Linked DNA regions of Gasterosteus aculeatus: region 1 is linked to region 2. Evidence: chromatin contacts called from public Hi-C data. All regions are on one chromosome and are shown on one strand. The core of a region is the stretch at or near the end of the contact, and the rest is flanking DNA. Distances in the headings are between cores, read along the strand shown.

Region 1 (5,935 bases), core at 83-2,582, 81 kb before region 2:
GGCCGACAAATCTTGTTCATGTTCAACTCGCTAACAGTAAAAGCCTCATGAAATTCATTCCACAAAAATAGCACCAAGCAAATAGAAAAGTCCTTACCTGTCCACTGTTCACCGCCGAGTGCTGTCCTGAGCAAGTGAAGATCACCATGGTGACAAACTTCACCAATTCAGCCACGGTGGTAAAACTCTGGGGAATACCTGACAATAAGAGGGAATATATGTTAAAGTTGTATAGATGACACAATATAAGTTTGACTTTTATCTGCATTATGATCATATTATGGTTCTAAAATATGCATATTTTCCATCATCAACATTGAGCTTGTTGTTCAGCTCACCTGTTTGGGTTTGGGAAAGGAATCCATGTTCAAAGATGTCTGAAATCCACTTCTGCAGCTCAGAGTCCTTCTGGACCTCAGCATCATTCTTGTAGTAGAAGCTCAGCACGTCGTTCACAAACCTTTCAGAAAATGTGGATACTTTCCTTAAACCTCATTTGAATTGTTATACAATGCAGTAATATTCTTATCCAAGACATTTTCAAGGTCATTGCTTAAGAGTGATCAGTTGTGCCTTTTCTTAAAAGAATTTGGTGCAATTAGCCGTTAGCGTGTCATCAGCACCAATGATTTGTTATTTAAAGGACATCTTCCATGATGAAAGGCAGGAATGTCCCCTCACTAATCCCACAGTGGACCTCAAAGTCACGTAGGCCGGTTCATTTAGAAAATGTCATCCGTCACTCAAGAGGTGAGTCACTCATTTACTGTGTAGTCATATTTACAGGCAATATGAATCTAACTTGCAGCAGTGCCTCTGGTCTCTGCTGTGGAGCATATATTCCAAGATAATGCAATTTTCTCCTAAAAGTTTATCATGGACTGGGAAATAAACAGTTTGCAATGGGGAGCAGGTGGGGTAAACTATGCATCTTACAGCTTAACTGATCCTTTGACAACGGTCCCAAACCACCGGGCCGTGAAAAGCCCCCCATGAAAACTACAATGCACTTCTTCGTTGAGCTTTAGAGCTCTTGTTCTCCAATAACAGGATAGCTGTTCTACCTGTGGATGATACCCCAAAGCTTGAGTCCATCATCTCTGTAGTAGAAGTTGGGCACGTCCTCCAGCCCACGCTCAGCGATGTCGTCTGGAATGCAGAGGGAGCTGTAGGTCACTGAAGACCACAATCTCTTCAGGAGGGTCTTCATATCGTCTCCCCCAGAAGCCGCAATCTAGGAGACATTCAAATATGTAAGGATTAAAGTTAGACGAAAAATGAAAGAGACATTGGAATTATAAGAATACTGTATATATATCTTAAGGTATTGGTACCTTTGGAAAAACTCCAGACTCAGATATTAGAAGGTTTCGAGCGAGGTGGTTGATCTGTATAGTGTAGCGAGTGTAAGGTACAAGGAGCTGAAAAAGAGGAAAACATGACTAACTTCAGGGCACACATCTTCATGCCTCCTAGCAGGGTGAATACTTTACATTATTATTCATGAACTAGAAGACACAAACAGGAAGGATTGTCCCTCTCAGTTACCTTGTACAGCGGATGCACCATGGGCACGTTGCGCAGCAGGGACACGGCGAACACTTCAGCCAGCAAATGAGTGCGCAGCAGGTGAGTCCCGAGTTGATGCTCGTTGAAATCGGCACTTCTCACAAAGACTTTGGCCAACAACCAGTCAAACCCGTCAGTGGGAAGGAAGATGGGATTATCTTCTGCGGGACTTTGCTTCAGCTGCAGAGCAAAAAGGAGGTCTGGTTACGTCCATCTTTTCAATCACCACGTGTGGTCAATATTTCTGCTTTCAGATCTCTAAATTCATCATTACTTTAGATCCCAGGTCAGAGCACACGGTCAACTTGAGAAAAGAAGCCTTCAATGCTCTAAATTATCATACCTTTGTCAAGGAGAAAAGGGAGGAAATATGGCAATTTCAACGACAATATTTGAAAAATCTTTTCTCTGATTCACACTATTCATATACACTGCCTGGTCACCTGGATTAAACTAAGCAAATAGGTACGAGCCTCCTGTTGGATAATTACTGCATGGGCAGCAACAGTATGAGGTCAGCTGACTACCTGAATTCCATCAATGGATTTGTTCTTCCGTGATGCCATCCATCCATCCATTTTCAACCGCTTATCCGGGGTCGGGTCGCGGGGGCAACAGCTCCAGCAGGGGACCCCAAACCTCCCTTTCCCACATCTACCAGCTCTGACTGGGGGATCCCAAGGCGTTCCCAGGCCAGTGCAGAGATATAATCTCTCCACCTGGTCCTGGTCTTCCCCGGGGCCTCTTCCCAGCTGGCCGTGCCGGGAACACCTCCCTAGGGAGGCGCCCAGGGGGCATCCTCACCAGATGCCCAAACCACCTCAACTGGCTCCTTTCGACGCAAAGGAGCAGCGGCTCTACTCCGAGCTCCTCACGAATGGCTGAGCTTCTCACCCTATCCCTAAGGGAGACGCCAGCCACTCTCCTGAGGAAACCCATTTCGGCCGCTTGTACCCGTGACCTAGTTCTTTCGGTCATGACCCATCCTTCATGACCATAGGTGAGGGTAGGAACCAAGATTGACCGGTAGATCGAGAGCTTTGCCTTCCGGCTCCGCTCTCTTTTCGTAACAACGGTGCGGTAAAGCGAGTGCAACACCGCCCCCGCTGCTCCGATTCTCCGGCCAAACTCACACTCCTATTTCCCCTCACTCGTGAACAAGACCCCGAGGTACTTGAACTCCTTCACTTGGGGTAAGGACACATTCCCTACCTGGAGTAGGCAATCCATCGGTTTCCTGCTGAGAACCATGGCCTCAGATTTAGAGGTGCTAATCCTCATCCCGACCGCTTCACACTCGACTGCGAAACGCTCCAGTGAGAGTTGGAGGTCACAGACGGAAGATGCCATCAGGACCACATCATCTGCAAAAAGCAGTGATGAGATCCGCAGCCCCCCAAACTGTAGACCCTCCTCCCCCCCACTGCGCCTCGATATCCTGTCCATGAAAACCACAAACAAGATTGGTGACAAGGCGCAGCCCTGGCGAAGGCCAACCCCCACCGGAAACGCCTTCGACTTACTGCCGAGCACCCGAACACAGCTCTCGCTTTGGGCGTACAAGGATTGGATGGCCCCAAGCAAGGACCACCTCACCCCGTACTCCCGCAGCACCTCCCAAAGTATCTCTCGGGGGACCCGGTCATACGCCTTCTCCAAGTCCACAAAACACATGTAGACTGGATGAGCATACTCCCAAGCCCCCTCTATGATCCTGGAAAGAGTGAAGAGCTGGTCCGTTGTTCCACGACCAGGACGAAAACCGCATTGTTCCTCTTCAATCCTTGGTTCGACTATCGGCCGAACCCTCCTTTCCAGCACCATGGAGTAGACTTCACCCGGGAGGCTGAGTAGTGTGATACCCCTGTAATTGGCACACACTCTCTGGTCCCCCTTTTTGAAGAGGGGTACCACCACCCCGGTCTGCCACTCTTTTGGCACTGTCCCAGACTTCCACGCAATGTTGAAGAGGCGTGTCATCCAAGACAAACCCCCAACACCCATTGCTTTTAGCATCTCTGGACGAACGTTTCTTCCGTGATGGCACGGGCATATTCCAAGATGACCATGCCAGGATTCATCGAGCTCAAATTGTGAAAGAGTGGTTGAGCCAGCATGAGACATCATTTTCACACGTGGATTGGCCACCAGAGTCCAGACCTCAACCCCATTGGGAATCTTTGGGATGTGCTGGAGAAGGCTTTACGCAGCGGTCAGACTCTACCATCATCAATACAAGATCTTGGTGAGAAATAAATGCACTGGATGGAAATAAATCTGGTGACATCGCAGAAGCAAAGAAATATAGTGTGTGACCTTTTTTTGGTGGCGACGTTTCTTTTGGCCAGGCAGTGTATATAGTTAAGCAACCTAATCGTGTAATTTCTCTAAAGGTATTTTGATCTTTTCTGCACAAATGACATCTGTAGTATTGGATATCTGAAAATCAGCTATTTGAGCGCTAATCTTACCTGAATAGCAATTGGCAACAGTTTATCATGGCTTGTTTTTCGAAGCAGGACCAGGGGAGCCATCAAGTACTGCTTCTTCCCGTTGATGACGTTTGGTTTCACTCCATCCAAAAGCTTGTAGTCACACAGGAATAGGTTTCCTTTCTTTTTCAAATTCCAGTGAGGATGAGAAAAAAAGTTGACTCAGATAATATTAATCATACTAAATTAACGCGAGTGCAACATACTTTTACAGATATGATCAAATTCAAGACATTCACCTTCATTTCATCTGCCAAGCTCTGACCCCCGAGGGAGACCATGTCCTCTGTGACAGGAAAGTTCTCAGGCAGGGCTGAACAACGTCGGATCATCATGGGGTTGACCCCGTTTAGAAACTGGTAGCCAAAGAAATCATCTTCCTTCCAATTATCCCGGACATAATCTGGAAAAAAGCAGAGGTTACCATGTTGGAGTTTTAAACGTTCTGCTAGAAAATCTCTCTCTATCGCAGTTATCAGCTTGACTACTGTGAAGCAGACTTTTGGAAACAAAGTGTTGCACAGATTCAGTCACAAAGTATTTTATTCAAGTATTTATTGTATGTTCTTGTGACATTTTTCCCATATTTATAAAGCCAAGTAACAAGAACATGAGTAACATGCTTTCGGTGGCATCATGAACATGTGAATGAACACTATCAAGTATGTCATTGAACTACCCCGACAGTACCTGATATGTCAGTGTGTTTCAACCAGAACACCCGCTTGATGGAATCAATATCAGGCCAGTTCTTCCGGGAATCAGATAATCCCTTCAGCTGCAACTCGAGCAGCCTGAGAAATAAAATCAAGAAGTCAATTTCATCATTAACCCTTAAATAATTTAATAGGGAGACTTCCTTCCACAGATTCCTCACCCAGTCCCTCCTGTGTAGATAAACTCTGAAGCCTTAGTGAAGGAGAACCGGACCTCATAAGGGAGAGAAAAAGGGTCCTTTGCCTTCATGCAGTGGGTTATTCCCTCCAGATACTCATCCCAGCTGGTAAATGAAGAGCAGAGCAATGAGGAACAATGTCATATGTTGGTTGATGTTTCCCACAAAGAGTGAAGGTGAAAGTATCTTTTGGGTCCATGAAGCTGTGAAGGTCTGACTCACCGGTAGTCTTCCTCTCGCTGCTTCAGCTCCTGCATCCGACTGTATCTGCCTAGATCGTTGTCATCCTCGAAGACTCTCAGAGCTTGAAGAAATTAAAAAAACGCTTAAAATTGTTAATAAACTCAGCGTGTTGGTTACTCCAGCCTCTTTGGAGACCAGCTTTTCCTTCTGTCACGTCTTCAGCGGTCAGTGAACAGCGTACATGAGGTCTAAGTCAGATTTGCACAAACCTTTTGCCTCCCTGAAGCGGTGCACCTTACTGTCAGCGATCCAGCGATGGATGGGAAACATGTAGGTTTGACCCTCGGGGGACTTCACTTCCACCTTGGCAGGGAACCAATCATCTTCAGGCAAGATCCTGGGATGCTGCTTATCAAGCTCTATCAGAACCAGCGATCCAATAGAGACGGGGCAGGACACGGTGAATCTAGGGTTCTGGGGGTAAAGACAGGAATGGGATGGTTAGCATACAATACCGAATGGAGAAAGATGAGAATTTATTCAATGCGTCGTTGAAAGGATAGCATGATATGCAAAATTGATAATGTTGTTATATGACTTTTTAAGGACGAAGAACGGTTTAGGGTTTAGGATAAGAAAAGGGGACACAGAAATCCAAAGTGCCTATGTTTTAATCTTATAAGTATGACCAAATACCTTTTGATAAGATGCTCTGTAGATTTACCAATAGGCTTAACCTCGGTATTATAAGAGGTATAAAGTCATCCATTGACACACCTATATACAGTATGTGCAG
Region 2 (6,365 bases), core at 1,120-3,619:
CCGGCGAGTCCCCCCCCCCCTTTTCTCACTCTTCCGTCCTCTCTTGTTACGCCTGCTTTATTTTCTTTATTCCTACTGCACTTCTCTCACTCTCTTTCCCTTTCTCACTCCTTCCATGGCGCCCTCTTTCTCTCATTCCCAGTAGGCAACGGTACATCTCCATCATACAGCAAAGAGGGCGACCATCCATGTCTCCCCACCGTGGCCCACAAACACGCCACACATCAGTAAACAGAGGCCAGGGGGTCGTGCACGCTTGTGGCCCCAATGACACAGTGACAACACACTGGGGGCTGCAGCAGCACAACGAAAACAGCCATCGCTGATCTACAGGCGACTGTCAATCAAGCATCTCTGAGATCCGAAGATTTACTCACTGGGTCCAATAAGAGGACAAGACGGGGAGTCAATCAGTCTTCTGGATTGACGTCCAGTATTCCTGTGGGGTGTCACTACCCCCCCAGTAGAGCCCATTCACCTTTCCTTGACTTGAGGCATGCAGTTCACCGCAATGATGAATATCCCTACGAACGACAAACTCCTGGCCCCCAAAAAACACGGTTCACTTGGGGCGATAAATCCTGTCCAGCTCTGCCCCCCCACCGCCCCCCAACTCTGCATTAACACACACATCCTCCAGGGAGGGGCCCTGCAGGACCTAACCACCGACAAGACATTTCTTCTGAAAATAACCATGAATTAAACGCTTCTGAAAGAGAAGAAATGTGAAGGTTTCAATGACGTCAAAGGAGGCTTTTTGCTGAGTGTTATAGTTATTTTATATGAGAGATCATATCATCATTGTTTATTAGGAAAAAAGTAGGAAAAAAAGTATTATTTTGGTTGTTTAAAAGAAGAATTATCCAGAATAACAAAACACACACTTTCGGTTTGTAATCATAGAAGCTTGAGAGAAGCAGCGCATCTTGTTCTGAGGAACCCGACGTCCCTCACCGGGGTCCTTACCTCCTCACGACCCCCCCCCCGCTGGTCCCCGTCCCGCGGGTCTTACCGGTGTCTGCTGGCCGCTCTCTGCCCGCTATGAGCACCGGGATCCGCGTACCCGAGAGCCCAAGTCCCGCGGGCCAGCGAGGCGCAGGCGAGCAGGTAAAGCGCCGTCTCCATCCTCGCGTCCACAGCGCCGATGTCCGCGTGAGGCGTTCAGGGACGCAGAGCCATGACGGGACGAGGCGCTGCTCGGGCTTCTGCTGGCTGAGGAGCGGAGGTTCCTCACAGCGCCAACAGAGGCTCTCTCTCTCTCTCTCGCTCTCTCTCTCTCTCTCGCTCTCTCTCTCTCTCTCTCTCTCTCTCTCTCTCTCTCTCTCTCTCTCTCTCTCTCTCTCTCTCTCCCTCGCTCTACCTTAGTGCAGCTTCCATGTTCTCTGTTTTCCACTTATCATTTCAGTTCTTCTACTTTAGCTGCTTCGCTGGTATTTTAAGCCCAATTAAGACTAAATAATGAAGTGGAGTCCTAAAGAAAGACTCCACAAAACTTAAACCCCCAAAATTTGAAAAACAAGTAGAACTTATCGTGTTACCATCAGAGAGTTTACTAGACGTTGTACATTTGTAGATATAAATTAAAGAACAATGAAGCTGTGAGCTTTAGTACGAGTTGAGAGACCACCTGAGAGCGTGGAAAGCCAGTGGGTGGGTTACGCAACGCGGGAAACTCACAGACGCGTTGATCGTGTAAAAACATTTGGATAAACTGTGGAATAAGTACAAAGAAACGATGCATCAGGTGACCACCTTTAGAGATGATGGCCGCCGCCATCTGAAAGCGCCGCGTTCATTTGGACTCAACAGGTGAACGAGGTAAATAAAGCGGCTCACAGCGTTGCCCCACAGACTACGATTGGCAGTTACAGAACAACACGGCATCGAATAAGGTTCTTGATCTTGAGCTTTAAAGACACAACCGTTGGCAAACTGACCGACTAGAGGTGGAAAAGGGGCCACACGGCGAGGGAAGTGCCCTCCAGAGGAACATCTAACTAAACCTGCTAACATCAGCCACTCGTCACACCAGACCACTTAGAGCTGAGGCACCAAAACCCCTTGAATGTATTGAATTCAAGCTTCTCCTCCCATAGAAAGGTACGGCCTGACGTTAAAGGTTAAACTGAAAATTGATGAAGAACTGCAGAATTGCGAGTGGACCTTGTGATCGTTTCGCCGTGTTCTCCATGTTATGTCGGTGGCCGTTTGGCATTTGGTTAATCGTTCATCCAAAATGTAACTCCTTTCAGTGGAAGTGCTTGATGACACAGAGAGCGATGTCTGAAGCGTCGTCCTCCTTCACAATTACTGTCAATCGGCTGTCCTCCCCGTCTCCCTTTTGATCCGAATCTGACAAGTGGACGGCATCCAACAGCCCGACTCCTGGGACACGCACACACACATGTTGTCGTTATCCACTGGATAAGGATCCTGTTGTTGAGGTGTGATCGATGCACAACTCATGGCCATGATTTACGCCTGATGCCTTTTTTCCTTACACGACTGAGGAATGCAGCGCTCAGCAGTCCTCCCGTTGGCGCCGTGGGGAGTCGCCGACTCTTTGACCCCCCCCACTGAGGGCGTAGCCAGGCGTCCTGAAGATGCGGGAGGACAGGAGGATGACGCCGTTACAGAAAACATCCCGCCTGTACCCGCTCAGGCAGGATGCCGTTACTCACGTGAAGGAATGAAGAGCGCCAGTGTGGAAGCTGGCAGCTTGTGGCTCATCTGTTCCATCAGTGCCTTAAGTTTGCACCATTATATTATAGATATATCATCTATTTGACAGTTCAAAGAAGTAAGTCTGAAATCAAATCTGGCAGACGCACAAAGTTCTGGTAAGTGGATTCCGAGCACACTGACCTGTGACTTGTTTCAGTCCGTGCAAAACAAGGCCTTATAAACACTTCAGCACATGAAGAACGGGAAGTGGTGACCGATGTTGTTGATGGCCAGCCCACTGTACTCACGGCTCATTAAAAGAAGCTGCGTTCTTGGCTACTGTACCTTCTGCAGTGAACTGTGGCTGGCGCGGGAGGTAGAAGTGATAAGGCCAAGAATAAACCAGAGGCCTCCCGGGACACGTGATGCACGACACAAACCAGATGCAAGAGGAGCTCTAGGGGGGGAACCAGGGTGGTGTTCGCGTTGACTCCCGTCCCCCCTTTCGTTTACTATAAATCTTGAAAAGGCAATTTGTCTGGACAGATACGCAGAGACACACCCGGTCACATTCCTTCCCTAAACTACTTCCTCCCCATGGAGCCGAATTTCCAGATGCATAAATTAGCAGCAGTTGGAATTATCAAAGCGTTTTGAGGCAGTTTGTCATTTAGAGGCAGGCGACGCCGGCTTATCCGCACATTGCAAACGCACTGAAGTTCACTCAACTTCTGTGTGCTAATCGCGTATTTTATCAGCACAGAGGTCGCCGAGAGGGTTTGTGGAGGACTCTTTGAAGCTATTTTCATTTCCCTTCATGGAACGGGACGGCCTGCACGTCGGTCGCACATCACCAGCGAACTGATACGCGTGCAGTATAAAGAACCTTTATGAAACGCCACATGGTTCTAAGCTAACGCCTCTGCTAAGCTACACCAGGGTGCTGGAGGAAACATCCCACTTATTGAAGTGGAGTTTTTGGTTTGGCTTTTTAGACAAACAAAATAACACGCAAGACACGTAAGTTTGTGACATGGTCACATGGCGTCCTTGTTGAGAGTCCTGTGTTTGTTTGACCCCTCGACCTCCCCTCCGGACTCCGGAGCGTGCCTTGTGTGCGGGTATCGGATCCTGAGACGAAGTGTTGGTATTTGACTCCCTGTGAATAAGAACGGGCTATAAGATATTAAGCTATTAATCCCAATGTTAAGATACTGTGACACCTTCCCCTGGTCTGGATCTTACCGTTGGACTGACACCACCCTGCTATTTGGCCTTTTTATTACTTATTAAGTTATTACTATCTGATCCAGTTCACACGAATGTGTGAAACAAATTTCATAACAGTCCATCCGATATCTGTGCAGACTGTTTTTGATCCTAACACACAAGTCGAGTTCATGGCGGAGTAAGAATTAAATATAGTTTTCATCGGTTGGGAAACATGAATATTTGTGACACGTTTCTTGTCGATCCATCCAATCGGTTCTGAAATGTTTCTGAAGCTGTTTTTTTGCAGCCCGGCTGAAACTGAGGCGTCTGCTCCTCTTCCTGCTATTTGTCTTCATTTGTCTGGAATCGTTGGCTGTTCATCGGTTTCCGTGGTCGCGCTGTGGTCGGACTGCATGTCTTTCCCCCCTGTGGCTTTGAACTGATTGGATCCTCCTCCAGGAGGCACTGGGACGGCGTGTACTGGGTGCACCCGGTCAGCTGTGTGGCGTTCGCTGGCCCGGGCCACCGGACTCTTGACCAAAGCCCTTTGGTAGATTAACATTCCTGGGCGGCCGAGGGGGAGCGTGTTTTTCTGCCTGTATAAAGAGGCCGGATTAACTCACACACAGCGACCCAAACAACAGCAAATTCACACCCTCACTCCTCTAAACAGTTTGTGTGTCCGTCTGACTTTCCATAGGGTTCCTTTTTTACCGACTCCCACCACTTGCAGCCTTTATCGACACGTTGTGCGTTGTCTCCTCGCCGCATGTTCCCGATGCTTCGCGGCTGCCATGTTGACATTCTTTGGTCCAGCGTGTTTTGTTTGCGTTGCTTATTATGGCAGACCCCCAGTTGTTATCTCGCACTTTGAAGGAGCCTTTAAAATGCCTCCGCTGGTGCGAACGCCCGGCTGCACAGAGAGGAGCGGAGCCTCGGGGGAGGTGTCTCCAGAGCTGCACCCACCGATTTGATCCTGCCGAAGCTTCAGATGCCGAGGACGCATGAACCTACGAGACGTCCTGCATGCATGAGCCCAGACATACAGGAGTCTGAGCAGCCCGCCGTGCACGCAGAGTAGCTTCATGACGGTGCACACACAGCAGGAGCCACTGCTTCTGATCCATATCTCCTTTATGGTCCTCCAGCTAAAAGGGATTCGGCCTTGAAGCCACACAAAGAGTTACAGTAAAAATGTGACACTGTGTGTTTTGGCTAATCATCAGTTGCAAGTTAAAAGTTGCAGTTTGAGAGGGAATAATAATGGCGCCCTCTATAAAAGGGCAATGTAAACCCAATCCTGCAGTGACCCCCCCCCAGAACACAAGGTCATTAACCGTCTGCTCTGTGATTGATGATGCAGAGGCAGGGACGAGTATGTTAGCATGCCTCACTAACTTACAGAGCTCCTGGGCCCTGATCCAGTCGTGCCGGCGCTATTAGGATGATGAAAGCTCCTTACCATTAGTTTATTATGCTGAAGTCAGCTGCAATGCTCAGACATTTTCTGGTAACACTTAAACCGTTTTCTGGTCACAATAAAACTGATGACTTTCCCTTCTATAAAATGTGATTACCACCATTTACAAACCAGCCACCATTTCTACAACGTGTCGTCGTTGGCTGAGATATGTTGGACTCTCAGAGGGTTAGCCAGGTCCAAATGTAGAAATGTGTCGGCCACTATTGGAACGCTGGTCTGACGTATTCTCACCTTATAAAGTGGACATGACGAGACTATGAGCAAACAAAGAGGAGAAATAAAGCAACATTACTCCTTTGTTTTTCAGGTTCTCCAAACTCCGAGTGAGCGGTGATGTTGCAGAAGCTTCTCTGTGTGAGCAGCTAAGGAGCTGCAGAAACATGGCTGCCTCCAAACGTAAACAGCTCCTTCTAAGCTCATCACTCATTCAACCAAACACACACTATTTGTAGTTTCCTTTGCATGAACTAAACGTTTGTTTCAGTCGTATTAATGAATACAGCTGGGACGCATGCTTATTAGTAATATGTGTGTCCGTTAGCTAGCCGCTAGCCGCTGTTTGGTGATGAGCAGAACTCATGTTTATTCCCAGCTGGCCGCTGTGGTTGGAAAACGCCTCAGAGAGGCTATAAAATGAAGGAGTAAGCTGTAAAACCACAACACTAAGTCTACGGCCGTTTGTGTTTTAAGCTTTCAGCGTGCGATCTCTGCTGGAGACCCAAATGATTAGAAGGCCTGAAGAGTCCGGCTTGGTTTGATGGGTCCGCCACCACTGTCACATTGCTTACTGCCTAAACTTTTCCAATTCAGGTTTTTAAATCCTATCCCTAATTAAAGGAGGAAGACATTTTTTACTTTAACTTCCTCCAAACCGCGTTTGTTTTCTCAAGATGATGTCTCGTCACCACCACGTGTAGAAATAAATACGCCGACCTGGTCTCTGCGGTTTCTTCTGCACAGATGGAGCTGGAGTCATTACCCCCCCTTATCATCCCGGATGTTTGTC

The links. A called contact is a pair of places that touch in the nucleus more often than the background predicts.
Region 1: a contact with region 2 is called in a Hi-C map of skeletal muscle, with 3 times the contacts expected there. The contact joins the enhancer-like site here to the promoter of emilin1a in region 2. A contact is called at or near these places in 2 of 6 Hi-C or Micro-C datasets (both in skeletal muscle).

The regions. Positions count from the first base shown.
Region 1 is chr18:1,177,093-1,183,027 of fGasAcu3.hap1.1, reverse strand. LOC120808152 (polyunsaturated fatty acid lipoxygenase ALOX15B) reads right to left here. Exons shown (of 14, transcript XM_040160812.2): 2 at 5,409-5,613; 3 at 5,179-5,260; 4 at 4,939-5,061; 5 at 4,752-4,855; 6 at 4,301-4,464; 7 at 4,041-4,184; 8 at 1,549-1,749; 9 at 1,335-1,421; 10 at 1,065-1,234; 11 at 339-460; 12 at 98-198. Among protein-coding and RNA genes, the nearest start is that of LOC120808152, 6.1 kb to the right of the region's middle. Within about 2 kb of position 1,332, at least 3 of the 9 cell types and tissues checked have open chromatin away from gene starts, as enhancers often do.
Region 2 is chr18:1,097,161-1,103,525 of fGasAcu3.hap1.1, reverse strand. emilin1a (elastin microfibril interfacer 1a) reads right to left here and starts at 2,369. Exons shown (of 12, transcript XM_040160242.2): 1 at 1,013-2,369. The coding sequence starts at 1,125.